Linked DNA regions of Sus scrofa: region 1 is linked to region 2. Evidence: chromatin contacts called from public promoter capture Hi-C data. All regions are on one chromosome and are shown on one strand. Each heading gives the region's core, a stretch centred on a gene start, on an enhancer-like site or on the middle of the called end of the contact. The rest is flanking DNA. Distances are from core to core; before and after follow the strand shown. Region 1 holds the start of LIX1 (protein limb expression 1 homolog). Region 2 overlaps LOC106508433 (a long non-coding RNA gene).

Region 1 (6,874 bases), core at 3,215-5,714, 840 kb before region 2:
TACACAGAGCCACGGCAACTCAGAATTCTACATGTCAGTGAGAGCATTTGATGTTGGTGTCTCATTGTCTGACTGACTTCACTTAGCATGATAATTTCTAGGTCCTCCCATGTTGCTAAAATGCCGTTATTTTCATTCTTTTAATGGCTGAGTAATATTGCAGTGTGAATATGTACAACTCTTCTTTATCCACTCCTCTGTTGATGGATATTTAGTTGTCCATGTCTCGCTATTGAAATAGTGCTGCAGTGACATCAGAGTACATGTGTCTTTTCGAGTCATGGTTTCTCTGGATACATATCCAGGAGTGGATTGCTGGATCAAATGGTAGTTCTATTTTAGTTTTCTGAGGAATCTCCATAGAAAAAAATAATTTTTAAGTCAATGAAATTTTGAAACATCTGTTAATATGATAGAACATAGATCTCCATAAGGTTTTTTTTTTTTTTTTTTTTTTTTTGACTGCACTTGTGCATATGGAATTCCAGGCCAGGGGATCTAATTGAGCCACAGCTGTGACCTACACCACAGCTGTAGCAATGCCATTCTTACCCACTACACTGACTGAGTCAAACTGGCACCACCACAGAGATATGCAGATCTTAATCTTCTATGCCACAGTGGAACTCCTATTTAAGTATATCACCTGTCTCTATAAGAATTTCTGGAGTCTTTGTAGCTCAGCAGCTTCAGGATTGATGTTAGTCTCATAAGGATGGTAGTTCAATTCTTGGCCTTGCTCAGTGGATTAAGGATCTGCATTGCTGCAGGCTACAGCATAGGCCTCATCTATGGTCCATGTTGTTCATGGCTGTGGTGTAGGCCTCAGCTGCAGCTCAATTGACCTCTGGCTGGGAACTCGTATGCACAGTACTGCCATAAAAGAAAAAAAAGAATTTCTCATACTTTGTCATTGCCTGTCACCTGTGCTTTGATATAACTTGCTGAGATTTTTTACCCTCCTTTCTTTGTGTCTTAGAGTCAACGTAGTCCTTTTATCTAATACAGTGTGTGAAATTGACAATTCTATACATATAAAGAAAATTACTGATCTGCTCCTTGCTTAAATTTAGGTTATGCCCTTTCTGAATGTAAGATGGTGACCCTAACGTTGTCTTTAGTTTGACTTTATCCTTTTAATTTAACAGCGAACAGCAGAACTTATGTTTTAAATGTGATCAAGCCTATAGATACATTGCATTATAAACACAAATTTGCCATTAGTATAAGAGGAAGAAGATCTCTTTAACCTAACTGATCAAAAAGATTTCCTCTAATCACTGGAAACAAAGTGATCATTTTAACTTGGCATCTTTGAAATTTGGTCTTACTATTTCCTTGAGGTCATACTCCATTTTTGGTAGAAGGTTAGGAGAAAATATAGTTTATTTATTACCTTTGCTAATTTGATAATTGTTTTATGTCTGCACAGGGAAAAGATTTCTCTGTGTTTCTTTAAATTAGAATTGTAAAATCCATTTTCCCCTGTAATAATTTTATAGTTCCCTGTTTATTGGCAAAGTTGCATTATGAATCCTATTCTTTCTAATATGTAACAGAATTAAATTATAATTAAACATTAGAGTATATTGGCTTTTTTAATGGTATATGAAAGTTTCCAGGCCAGGGATTGATCCAAGCCAGAACTGCCACCTACACTGCAGCTGCAGCACCACCAGATTCTTTAACCCACTATCTAGGCTGGGAATTAACCTGTATCTCTGCATCGACCAGGCCACTGCAGTCAGATTCTTAACCTACTATACCACAGTGGGAACTCCTAACATAAATTAATTTAAATAGAAATGCATATGACCAGGAGTTCCCATTGTTGCTCAGTGGGTTATGAATCCAACTAGTATCAACGAGGATGCGGTTCGATCCTTGGTCTCACTGAGTAGGTTAAGGATCCATTGTTTCTGTAAACTGTGGTATCACCCGCCAACTGCAGCTCTGATCAATCCCTAGGCTGGGAACTCCATATGCACAGGTGTGGCCATTGGAGATAAAAAAAAACCAATGCACATGGCCACCAACTACAAACAACAAAACAATGAAGTACATGATTTTCATTCATTTTTTTAAATGTATCCCTGAAATGATACACATGTACAGTTGACCCTGATCAACACTTATTTGAATACCCGTTCCGTTTATATGCAGACTTTTCAGTGGTAAAGAAATTCAGTTGGTTGAATCCACAGATGCAGAGGAGCTTCTGGTGTGGATGGATTTTTGACTGTGCAGCAGGTCACTGCTCATACCCTCATTGTTCCAGGATCAACTGTATTTTATTTATATATATTTATATATGTGTGTGTGTGAGTTCTTCTCTCACTTTTTCTAACATGAAAGTTAACCTCGTAGGATTTGTAAAATTGTTCGGATTAGGAGGAATACATGCATAATAATACATTATTTCTTATTTTCTTTAGCTGCTGAATTTGATTGTCTTTTGGCTCACTGAAGTAAAGACCAAGGGAAAATTAAGTAGAATATTTAGAAAAGAAATTTTTTTTTTCTTGGAACTGTCATGGAGCCCTCTGTCTGAATCCACTCCTTGCACACACTCTACTATTGTCTCAGTTTCCTATCTGTTGGGTGCATCTTTCCTATTTCATCTCTTTTTCTTAACTATTTTACTGCTTTGGCTGTATGGAGTTTAGTAGTCATTTGAGTGAATTTTGAGGGGAATTTTATTACTAAAATGTCTTTTTATTCTGTCTTCACACTTGATTGAGAATTTAAGTGTTAGAGTTGTGGTTTGGAGATAATTTTCCTTCAGACTTCTGAAGTTATTTCTCCATAGTCTTGCTGTAATTGAGAAGATGCTGAGAAGATTTAGGTTTATGGTTTCCTACTAAGGTAGAAAGGCTGTGATAGTTTGTAGGCCAGTCACTCCTATGTTAAACTTTGAGCTAATCCTAATGCTTTCAGTACTGAAACTTCTGGGATACCAGCCAGGTCCTCATAAGATTCTGGCCCTTGGACGATCAGCCTCTGCAGGAACTTGAATTCTGATTCTTCTGTTCCCTTTCTCTTCTCCTACCTTTCCTCTCATTGAGAATCATTAGACTGAAAAAAGAGGGATCACTTATTAAAGCCCATTTACCTAAATGCTACGTAAAATAATCCAAAGTTTACATTTAACTTACGTGACCCAGAGTTATAGTCCAGGAAATACATTTGATAGACTAGTTTTTCTATCCCTTTTTATCTCTCAAATCCATTACTCTTTAATTTTTACCTTGACAAAATTTTAATAAATGATTCTTTGTGCTAGCATAGGATAGGGCCTGTTAAGAAGAGACCCTTGCTTCAACAGTTTCAGCACTTCTTTCTTTAGGAGACTGGTTGGATGATGGCAAGGTTATATTACAATTAAATAACAAGCTATAGTGATTCACAGGAAAGAAAAAAGTTATTGTGAATGGACTGGTCAGATTTTTCTTCATCTTGTAAATCATGTGAGATTAGCAGCCTATGTCTTGAGTGATAAGAGAGAACTTGAATTTATGGTTATTCACCATGTGAAAACATACTGTTTCTTCCAGAAACTATATGAGGACTTTTCTATGGGTAACTGTACCATCAGGGTCATTTCTACACAAGTTATGAAGGCACTCCTGCATATGTTTTGACCAGTAGTAAATGCTTTCAAACATAATTTTCCACTACAAAGTTTGGGGTTTTAGTTGGTGAGTTGGTTGGTTTTTCCTAGTTTTACCTATAGACACTAGGTGGCACTATGATGATTTGTTATTCAAAGAATTATCAACTACATACTATATTTTGCTAAAATCTATTTGTTAGGAATTTAATTCCTCCTGTTTTTGTAACAGTTGGTGTTTTATTTTATTGATGGTTCACATAGTACTGTCAATTTTTGGAATTTTAAAATATGCTTTTAACAGAAATTTGAAAAATATTAGCAATATAAATGTTTTATTGAATGTTTATACCTTGTCAAATGTCAATAATTAGTAATACTAATTCATGAAATATTTCTAGGAATTGGTGAAACAGAAGGTGAGACGTCAGTTGACAAAACAGCAAAATCAGCTGTCAGACGTCGATTGCAGAAAGGAGAAGCAAATATATTTACCAAGCAACGGAGAGAAAACATGCAGAATATTAAATCAAGCTTGGAAGCAGCTACCTTTTGGGGAGAGTAATATTATTCAAGATCTTGACTATTTTTCATTCAGCTACTCTGATCCCTTCTTAAGCCACCTTCAGTATTTTTTGGACCAAGACAGATACATATAAATAGATAAATAAACCCTCTTTCTTGATAAATTTGACTCATTCAATATATGTCTTCTAAAGAGTAACTAGAAATTCTGCTAAAGCAATCCAACTTTCCAAGTAATTTTTATTAGGAATATTTACATATTTAAAAGAATCTTAATATCACTGTTTTTGTTTTTTGTTCTCAAACAGGTATATTGCTTTGTTTCATATACCAGCTTTTCTTCTTAGAAACAACCTTAGCCAAGTCTTAATTCTTTCTCCCTCTCTCTTCCTTCTGGCTCATCAGCTTTCTCACTGTTAACATTGGATTTATAACCACTTTGTATCACTGTTTTGTTTGTTTGTTTATTTGGCCATACCCACAGGGTGTGGCAATTCCTGGACCAGAAATCAAACCTGCACTATACCAGTGACCTGAGCCACAGTGGTGACAGTGCTGGATCCTTAACTTGCTTCACCACCAGAAAATTCCTATAATGCTGTTTTGAGGATTGCGTGAGACAATGTGCAGAAAGCACTTTATAACAATGCCTGGCACTTTAAAGTGTAACTGTTGGAATGATAATTATAATGATGTTTATCTTTCTGAAAATCTCCAAACAACTTGGTTGCAGTTTATTTAGCCACTGGAAGAATTCACTGTCATCTGTTTTATTTAGTCTCTAGTATTAAGGATAAGCCAGTCATGCCTAATTTTATTTTCTGTTATTTAAATTGATAATGTTCATGGAATAGAAACTTTAAATAGTCCCACCATGATTTTTACAGTTGCTGTTTTTACAGTTTTGTAGCCTGACAGAAGTAGAAAAGTTAGAGGTGGGGAAAGGTAAAGAGATAAGAAGTGAAAAGTTCTTTCTGGTATTTTTAGTTGAGTAGGTCTTAAATATATCTCATGTCGAAATTAGCAAATAGAGTTGATCCTTGGACAATATGAGTTTGAACTGCAAGAGTCTAGTTATATATGGATGTTTTTCAGTAAATACATACTATAGTAAGTTTTGTGTGATCTCAGGTTGCCTGAATTTGCAGATGTGGGAGGACTGACTCTAAGGTTATAGGTGGATTTTTGACTTGGGGTGAGTGTCAGTGCTCTTGAATCCCACGTTTAAGGGTCAGCTGTACTCACTGAGAGCCAGAAAGAAAGACAATACATAAGACGTGGTTTCTTCCTCAAAGACTTTATAATCCAGTGAGATGTGATTAAGTATACCTCTCTGATGATACTCCAGTCTCATCAGCATGCCCATTATTTCAGAAAAGGGTATGTCACCTGCAGTGAAAAATGGCCACTAGATGGCATTGTCACCCCATCATCACCAAATAGGACTTTCTTGAATTACTTGGATCTGTGGTTACGATTGTCCAGGAGAAATAACAAATTCTTTTCCAAGATTGATAAAGCCAGCAGATTCCCTTTCACCTTTGTAAAATTAATTCTACTGGCCATTTGCAAGACCTATCTAATAAATTCATCTTAATGGTACAGATGCAGGAAAATGTCAAATCTAATCCCTTGAAAAGTACACTAATTTTCAAAGTATTTACATAATTTTGAATTTTAGGCATGTTTATGTCTTTCAATTCAGGTATTCACTTTTTGTAATCTGTCTACCTTAAAGCATTTTAATAATATAAAATAATGTTGAAAACAGCTTAGTAGAACCATAAGATGTTGATTTTGGAATACATTTTCTCATATTCAGAGTTTCAAAAGTAAATTGGAAATGAAACTGTATAACCTCACTCTGTGCAGCTTTGTTTGGTTGACTCAGTTCACCTTTGGGTATTTATTATATAAAAAACTTTATTATTTGAGGAACTCAGAGGGCAAATAAAAAATTCTTACCCTTAATATTCTAAGATTTCTTGTGAGTCACAGAACAAATTAGTCAGATGCACAAACCGGAACAAATTATTCTGGGTCCAATCACAATTATTTTTTAAAGATGTTTTTGAGTAGCCATCATTTAGAAAATAGAGGCTTTGCCTTATCAGACAGGATGTAACCCTCTCATTTTAAAACATGAATAGTAAGAAATTTTTTAATTTTTAAAATTTAGTTTTATTTGGTCGTGCCCCTAGCATGTGGAAGTTCCCAGGGCCAGGGATCAAACCTGTGCCACATCAGTGACAATGACAGATTCTTAACTGCTAGGCCACCAGAGAATTCCAGAAGGAAAAATTTAAAGTATACTACTAATGTAATAAAACTGTATTGTGACTCAAACATCCATTGAGTCTGGGAGTTTCAGATTTGAATCTTAGTTCTACCATGTCCCAAATCTTATGTACCTTCTGTGTCTTCTAACCTCACTTTAATTTGTAAATGAAGTCATTTAATGGAGCCTGTTGTAAAGATTAAATGAAATAACACCTGTAAGCCTGGCACAGTGTCTGATACATACCACAGTGGTCCCTCAGTATCCCGTGGGTATTCATTCCAACAACTTTGTGGGTATAAAAGTCCTGTCATGTTCAAGTCCTTTATATTATTATACTATTTTTTGTGGAAAAGTGGGCCCTCCCTGCTCAGGGGTTCTGCATATAAGGATATGGAGGGCTGCCTGTTCATGTTTATTTGGTCAAGTGACATAAGGCTACCTTTTCCCAAGTGTTTTAA
Region 2 (6,375 bases), core at 3,249-5,748:
TCGTGCCCAGTCATCTTTTTCCATTTCAAAACTGATTGCCATAACGTCTTCCTCTGATGCTTTCCTGGTTGAAAGGCCATGAGTTCAGGCAAGACTTTAACTGTCTGGGGGATGAAGATAGGATCCCACCATGCAGAGCTAAAGGCATTTTGTCCCTTTCCACCTGCAGCCTCTCCACCAGCCTCCATCAGGACTCCGGGGCAATTCCCAGAGTACCTGCTCCCTGAGCCAGCAAATCAATTACAGAAGAGTCTCATCTGAGCAGGACTCACCTCCGCTCTCCTTCAAAGACAAGACTCCACGTGCCCTGCACCAGTGTCGCTGCATTATTGTCTACATTCCTGTGACTTCAGGGTTTATGTCAAGGGTCCTCGTCATTTTAAACTCTGGGGCTTTGCCCAGATATAGCTGTGTCTCTTGATGAAACAAATCTGCAGCTCTCTCTTCTGGGTTTTCCCCAGAACACGGTGGTTTTAGCCTCATCATTTAACTCACCCACTCTTTCATGTCCCATTTATAGTGTGCAATGTCATGACCAAGAATTAGTGATAGTAATATCTTGTATTTAAAATGTGTCCTCCTTCCAGGAGACTTCACATACTTCATGATAACTACCTTGTATCCTTCCCAAAACCCCAGAAAGGAAGGTTTTGTTAGCTGTATTGCTTTTGGTTAAGCATTGTATTTTGGTTCCATTTTTACAGTTAAAATACCAAGGCACCAAGCTGCTTGAAAAATTTTCTTAGGTCATATGTTACTATCCTCACTTGGCAAAAAGCCTCCAATTGTGTTCTGATACTATTCAAATCAAGTTATAGAGCTAAAAATATTGATATCTGGCAATAGTCAAAAACCCTAAAAATCACCATTAAAGCCAGAGACCTGGACCCTCATTATTTAAGCAAGAATTAGGGAAGATGCTTTGTTACTTTTTTTTTCTTTCTTTCTTCACCATATGGAAGTTTCAGGGCCAGGGATCAAATCCCAGTCGCAGCTATGACCTATGCCCACAGCTGTGGCAATGCTGGATCCTTAACCCACTGTTGCCAGCTCAGGGATCAAACCTGTGCTCCCTCATAGACAACACCAGATCCTTAATTCCCTGCACTACAGCAGGAACTCTGCTACTTTTTTGCTCAAGTAATAGTTTTTATTTCCAAGTTAAGTGCATGTTCTATTGCTGCTTCTGAAACTTAGCAGAGGGCCCATGGGCAAGTGAATGGTGTGGCAGCCTGCTCAGCCTCCCTGCCACACGGCACCCAAAACCAGAGCCAGGATAGCACATGCATCAAGACAGAAACACAAATGGCCTTGCCAAGGTCCAAAGATCTGCACAAGAACTCCAGGAGCCAAGTATCTAGAGCATAAACAACCAGGCAGAAGTTCTCCCAGGAACAGGATGTTCTGCTGCATTTCCAGTTACCCTGGCCTCAGGGCAGGGCATCCCCTGCTCATAAGGCACCCTCCTGCCAGGATCACCTCTAGGATGAGAATAGGGTCTCCCTTGGGAAGGGCAGCAAGCCCATCCACCAAAATCATCTTTCTACATATTGAAAATTCAGTCTCTTTAGACTGAATCTCAGAGCAGTTTTCTTTGTGAGAGAAGCCATACGAACAGCTTTGCCTCCTTCAGACTCAGGGTTCAACACATTTCATTATCTAAATACATTGTTAGGGCTCATGAGTTACCTCTACTGTGACCACAGCCCAGTGAATTTAAAGCTCTCTTTTATAGAGTGAACCAGGACTAAGGAGGAAGAAGAAAGGGAAGAGGAGAATAATTAGTAAAGCAAAGCCTGATGAGGGTAGAGACAATAGCATAGGGTGATTAAGTCGCAAATCAGAGCAAAGATCCTCACATAAACAATATTTGAAACTGAACTTCAAAATGCATTTAAAATATGAGAGCAGGATAAAACTCCATCCTGGTTTTTATATTTTTGTTTGTTTTAGGGTTTTCCACCTAACATATGGAAGGTCATGCTGAGAGTTTCTTAGTGATTATGGTCTAGTTGGGCCACAACTTTCAGGAAGAAAAATATGGACACTGTTGGAGTTCCCGTCATGGCTCAGTGGAGACAAATCTTACTGGCATCCATGAGGGTGCAGGTTTGATTCCTGGCCTCACTCAGTGGGTTAAGGATCTGGTTTTGCCATGAGCTGTGGTGTAGGTCGCAGGTGTGGCTTGGATCTGGCATCGCTGTAGCTGTGGTGTAGGCCAGCAGCTACAGCTCTGATTTGACCCCTAGCCTGGGAACTTCCATATGTCATAAGTGTGGCCCTAAAAAGCAAAAAAAAAAAAAAAGATAACAAAAAATATATGGACACTATTAGTAAAGTCTATTTACTCTCTTCATTTCTCATTTCAAGACTTACCTTCCTAGTTATGCCTCCAACAAGAATTCTAAGTAGACTGAGACACCCAAAAGATTTTTTATAGGGTTCCTTAACTATGGAATCTTGAGAGAATTTTAAGTAATAATGTCTTGTATCTGTTCACAAGGTTTGGGATACTCTTTTAGCGACCTCTCTCTGATAATGGCCACAGGAGTTTGGAAAGTTACAGACAGTCTTGAAGAGAGGTGAAGCCATGGCTTGATATGAGAAATCATGTCCAAAGCCATCTAGATATGTAACTGAGAAAAGGAGTCCATCCACTGGGGCTGCTGGTCTCCTAAGACAGCAGGCCAGATTTGACCTTGGCATCATCTTTCATCTAAAGAGGCAGATGCCAAAGGAAGCATTAATGTCACCCAGCCTGGGAGGCACATGGCAAGCATAGTATACAGATGTGGCTCCCTGCAGTACAGGAGATTCACCCGGTGTCCCCAGCCTCCTCCAAGCATAAATGGACTCACAGGTATGCAGACCTCTTATCTCCCTGCTGCTTTGTTCTGGGCTTTGTGGCTTCTTCTTCCCAATCCGACTATGAACATAAATGGTGTCTGAATCATTTTTCCCTTTCTCTAGCATTCAGAGAAATTCTCAGGAGTCAATTGCCATTATAAGATAATAAATTAATTATACCTATCATCAATCATTATTACGCAGACATATAGAGATCACCATAGTTGGGCACATCATGAAATGAAAGACTTCCTTTTTTTTCCCTTGGTTGAAAATAGGGGAGAGGAAGTCAGGCTAAAGGAGGTTTACACCAGAGCTTATTGGGAAATTAAAGTGTGTCTGTGTGTTCTGCTTTCATATTATAATAGACTCTTATAAACTTCATTGTAAGTTTTACATTTGTTTTATCTCAGTTTCATTTCCAGGTTTTCATGGGATCAGGGTTCAACTAATCCATTTAAATAGAAACCCCAAATACTTTCCAAATTTTTTTCAAATACTATTATTTTTTCTTTTTAGGGCCACACCTGTGACCTATGGAAGTTCCTAGGCTAGGGGCTGAATCAGAGCTGCAGCTGCCAGCCTACACCAAGCCACATCTGCAACCTGGATCACCACAGCCGACGGCAACGCTGGATCCTTGACCCACTGAGTGAGGCCAGAGATGGAATCCACATCCTCGTGGATACTACTCAGATTCATTTCCCCTGCTCCACAATGGGAACTTTTCACATATTTTTATTTAACTTTCTAAAGATCAAATGTAAACACATAACCTCTGCAAAACAACTCTTAACCCCAGCCTGGTATTTTGTGTATACTTAGAGTATAATAAATATTTACTGATACTCCTGTTACCAGTTTTATTGCCAAAGCATTCTTTCACATGATTCTCAGTTTTCTGGATGGAGTATCACACCCCTTGATTAACAGAGGAGAGATCTAAGTTCACAGACATTCGTAAGAGAATCCGGACTAGAACTTGAATCTTCTAACTCCAAATCGAGTGCACTTTGAGGTACATCCTGCGCTTTCTCCCCAAACACTAATATGGAAGTAAATTTAAAAAATTGTGCCTCAGAGATCTGGTAAAGCATATTTTGGACAAATAGCAGAAAGAATAAAGGTCTTACTATGACAGTTTTTTCACAGGAGAAACTGCAGAACGCTGTGACATGGATAGGATATGTTCCTTTCCTGAACGCCACCTCTAGAGGGCAGCACACTCTTCATAACAAATAGATTCTCCTTGGCTTGGAAGAACAACCTGGAGTGAAAACCTAAAATATTTGATGTGCTTATAAATACTTTAAATCAGGCAGGATGCACAAACATCTCAGGTCCAGTACCCTCTTTGTGTGGGGGAGAAAGGGGCAGAAATGGGGGTGGAGCTATGAGCCTTTTCTTTCTTCCCTCTGCAAGAACAGAGGCTCTAATATTGAATATCGAATGAACTTGAAATGGCCCTTTGAATACCAACTTGACACTCCGAAGTAAAATATTTAATCTTAAAAGCAGAAACAAAGAACAGAGGGAGAACACGGTGTGTACAGGGAACTACTGCTGGTTGAGTATTGCTGGAATCCAAGTAGTAGGAGCCAAGGCCTGAGAATTAGGCAAGAGATGGCCACAGAGGGCCATGCGTGCCAGGAAAGGAAGTTGAACTTGCTGGTGTAGATTCCAGGAACCATGGAATGGCGTGGCTGAGAGGAACAGGGTCAGAATTGTGTTTAATAGGGACCATTTAGGTAGCTCTGGAAAGAGCAGAACTGAGAACAAGTCTAGAAACCAGGAGGCCAGTTAGGAGGCTGTATCTTTCCTGGAAGAGGAGGTGTGTCTGAGAACGGTAGCAATGATAGGACTGGGGCGGAGAGGGCAGATTCGAGAAACACATAGGAGGGGAAACCATCCACGTGCAGCATCAGCTGGATGAAGAGACAGAGAGAAAGGTCAGGGCTGATATTTTATAACCCTGTTCACTGGGTAGAGAGATGGTGACACAAAGAGAGTGAATTTGGAGGAAAGTTCTGCTTAGTTTTTGAGGAATCAAATCTGAAATATCTGATAAGCGCCCACTTGAAGATACCTGGCAGGTAATGGAATTGGTGAGTCTAAACCTTAGGGAAGAAATCTGAGTAGCAGGTTGAATTAGAGGGTCATTAGCATACAGGTGGTAGTTGAACTCCTGAGAGTAGATAAATGCACCCAAGAAGAGTCTCCATAATGAGAAGTAGTGTGCTGTAAACACAGACACCTGGGGCACACAAGGATGTAAGTGACGGGTGGAGAGAGAAAAACTTGCCTTTAAGAAGGAACAGAAGCGAATGAGAAAACTGGAAAATATACTATTACTTTGGAGGGCAGTAGTACATATAATCAACATTGCCAAATGCCCCCAAATGTATAGCAAGACAAAGATTGGAAAATGTCCATTGGATTTTGTAATTAGAAGGATACTCGTGGCCTCAACAAGAGCACAAGCCAGACTGCAGGGGTGCAGAGTGAATGAATGGCACACCCAGTGGTCACAGTGAGCACAGATTACTTTTTTAAAAAGTTTAGATAAGAGGAAAGAAGACATGGGACATTTTCTGGGGCATGTGAAGCCAAAGATAGATTTCCTTTTTATTTTTTTTTTTTATTTTTATCTTTAGGGCGGCACCTGTGGCATATGGAACTTCCCAGCCTGGGGTGGGGGGGGGTCCGAATCAGAGCTACAGCTGCAACCTATGCCACGGCTTGCAGCAATGCCAGATCCTGAACCCACAGAGTGAGGCCAGAGATTGAACCTGCATCCTCATGGATACCAGTCGAATTCTTAACCCGCTGAGCCACAACAAGAACTCTGATTTCTTTTTTAATGAATGGGAGGGAAACTAATAAGCTTATACTTTGAAGGGAACACACACCTGCAAGAGGAAAGCATGATGTTTCAAGAAGGAGAATAGCTTTGGCGCCTGGTCTTGGCAAGTCTAACTGGGTGGGCCCAGAACAAAAGAGGGCACCATGTCTTATGAAACTGAGGCAAGATCATGAGGGGGGGGTGTGCAACTCAGTTTCTGGATGTGGAGGAGCCAAGAGATGCGGGAAGGTCATGCTTAATTGTTTTGTAGCAGGAAAATCCATTATAAAGATATCACTTATTGCTCTTATTATTGTAGCAGTTTCCAACGAATGAACAAGTCGGCCTTTGTGTTGTGTTTCCTGGTCTTGCCTTGAATCACTTGAAATGACTTTTGTACTCCTGGGGCTGAAAGCAAGCTTCTAGGATACTAGGATGGTGACTCCTTCCCAGCCTTTTCCTTTAAGTGTTTAACTGAGATTCTCCACATGGTCGTTAAACTCCCTACTGTGTAACCGGGTCCATAGCTGAGATAAGAGTAGGCAGAACTGGTACTGAAGCTGAAGAAGGTAAGTGTGAGGCCCTGGAGGTGATCTTCCTGGAATGGAGAAAGGAGCCAGTGGGAGCAGGATGTACAAGTGCCTCAAAGCAAGGAAGTTCCTTGAATCAGTCCTGTGAAGATGGCA

The links. Promoter capture Hi-C pulls out the DNA fragments that hold promoters and counts their contacts.
Region 1: a promoter capture Hi-C map of fetal liver shows a contact between it and region 2, with 2.3 times the contacts expected there. The contact joins the promoter of LIX1 here to the enhancer-like site in region 2. A contact is called at or near these places in 1 of 5 promoter capture datasets (fetal liver) and 5 of 47 Hi-C or Micro-C datasets (embryonic fibroblasts, fetal skeletal muscle, heart right ventricle and 2 more).

The regions. Positions count from the first base shown.
Region 1 is chr2:103,799,469-103,806,342 of Sscrofa11.1, reverse strand. LIX1 (protein limb expression 1 homolog) reads left to right here and starts at 4,464. Exons shown (of 8, transcript XM_003123811.5): 1 at 4,464-6,874. It overlaps RIOK2 (serine/threonine-protein kinase RIO2), which reads left to right. Exons shown (of 16, transcript XM_021085153.1): 15 at 4,012-4,051; 16 at 4,054-4,299. The coding sequence ends at 4,175.
Region 2 is chr2:102,960,299-102,966,673 of Sscrofa11.1, reverse strand. The region is part of intron 6 of LOC106508433 (a long non-coding RNA gene); the gene reads right to left. Among named protein-coding and RNA genes, the nearest start is that of PCSK1, 87 kb to the left of the region's middle. Within about 2 kb of position 4,498, at least 15 of the 83 cell types and tissues checked have an H3K27ac peak or open chromatin away from gene starts, as enhancers often do. A contact at or near this core is called in fetal liver and subcutaneous adipose tissue, where this site is marked.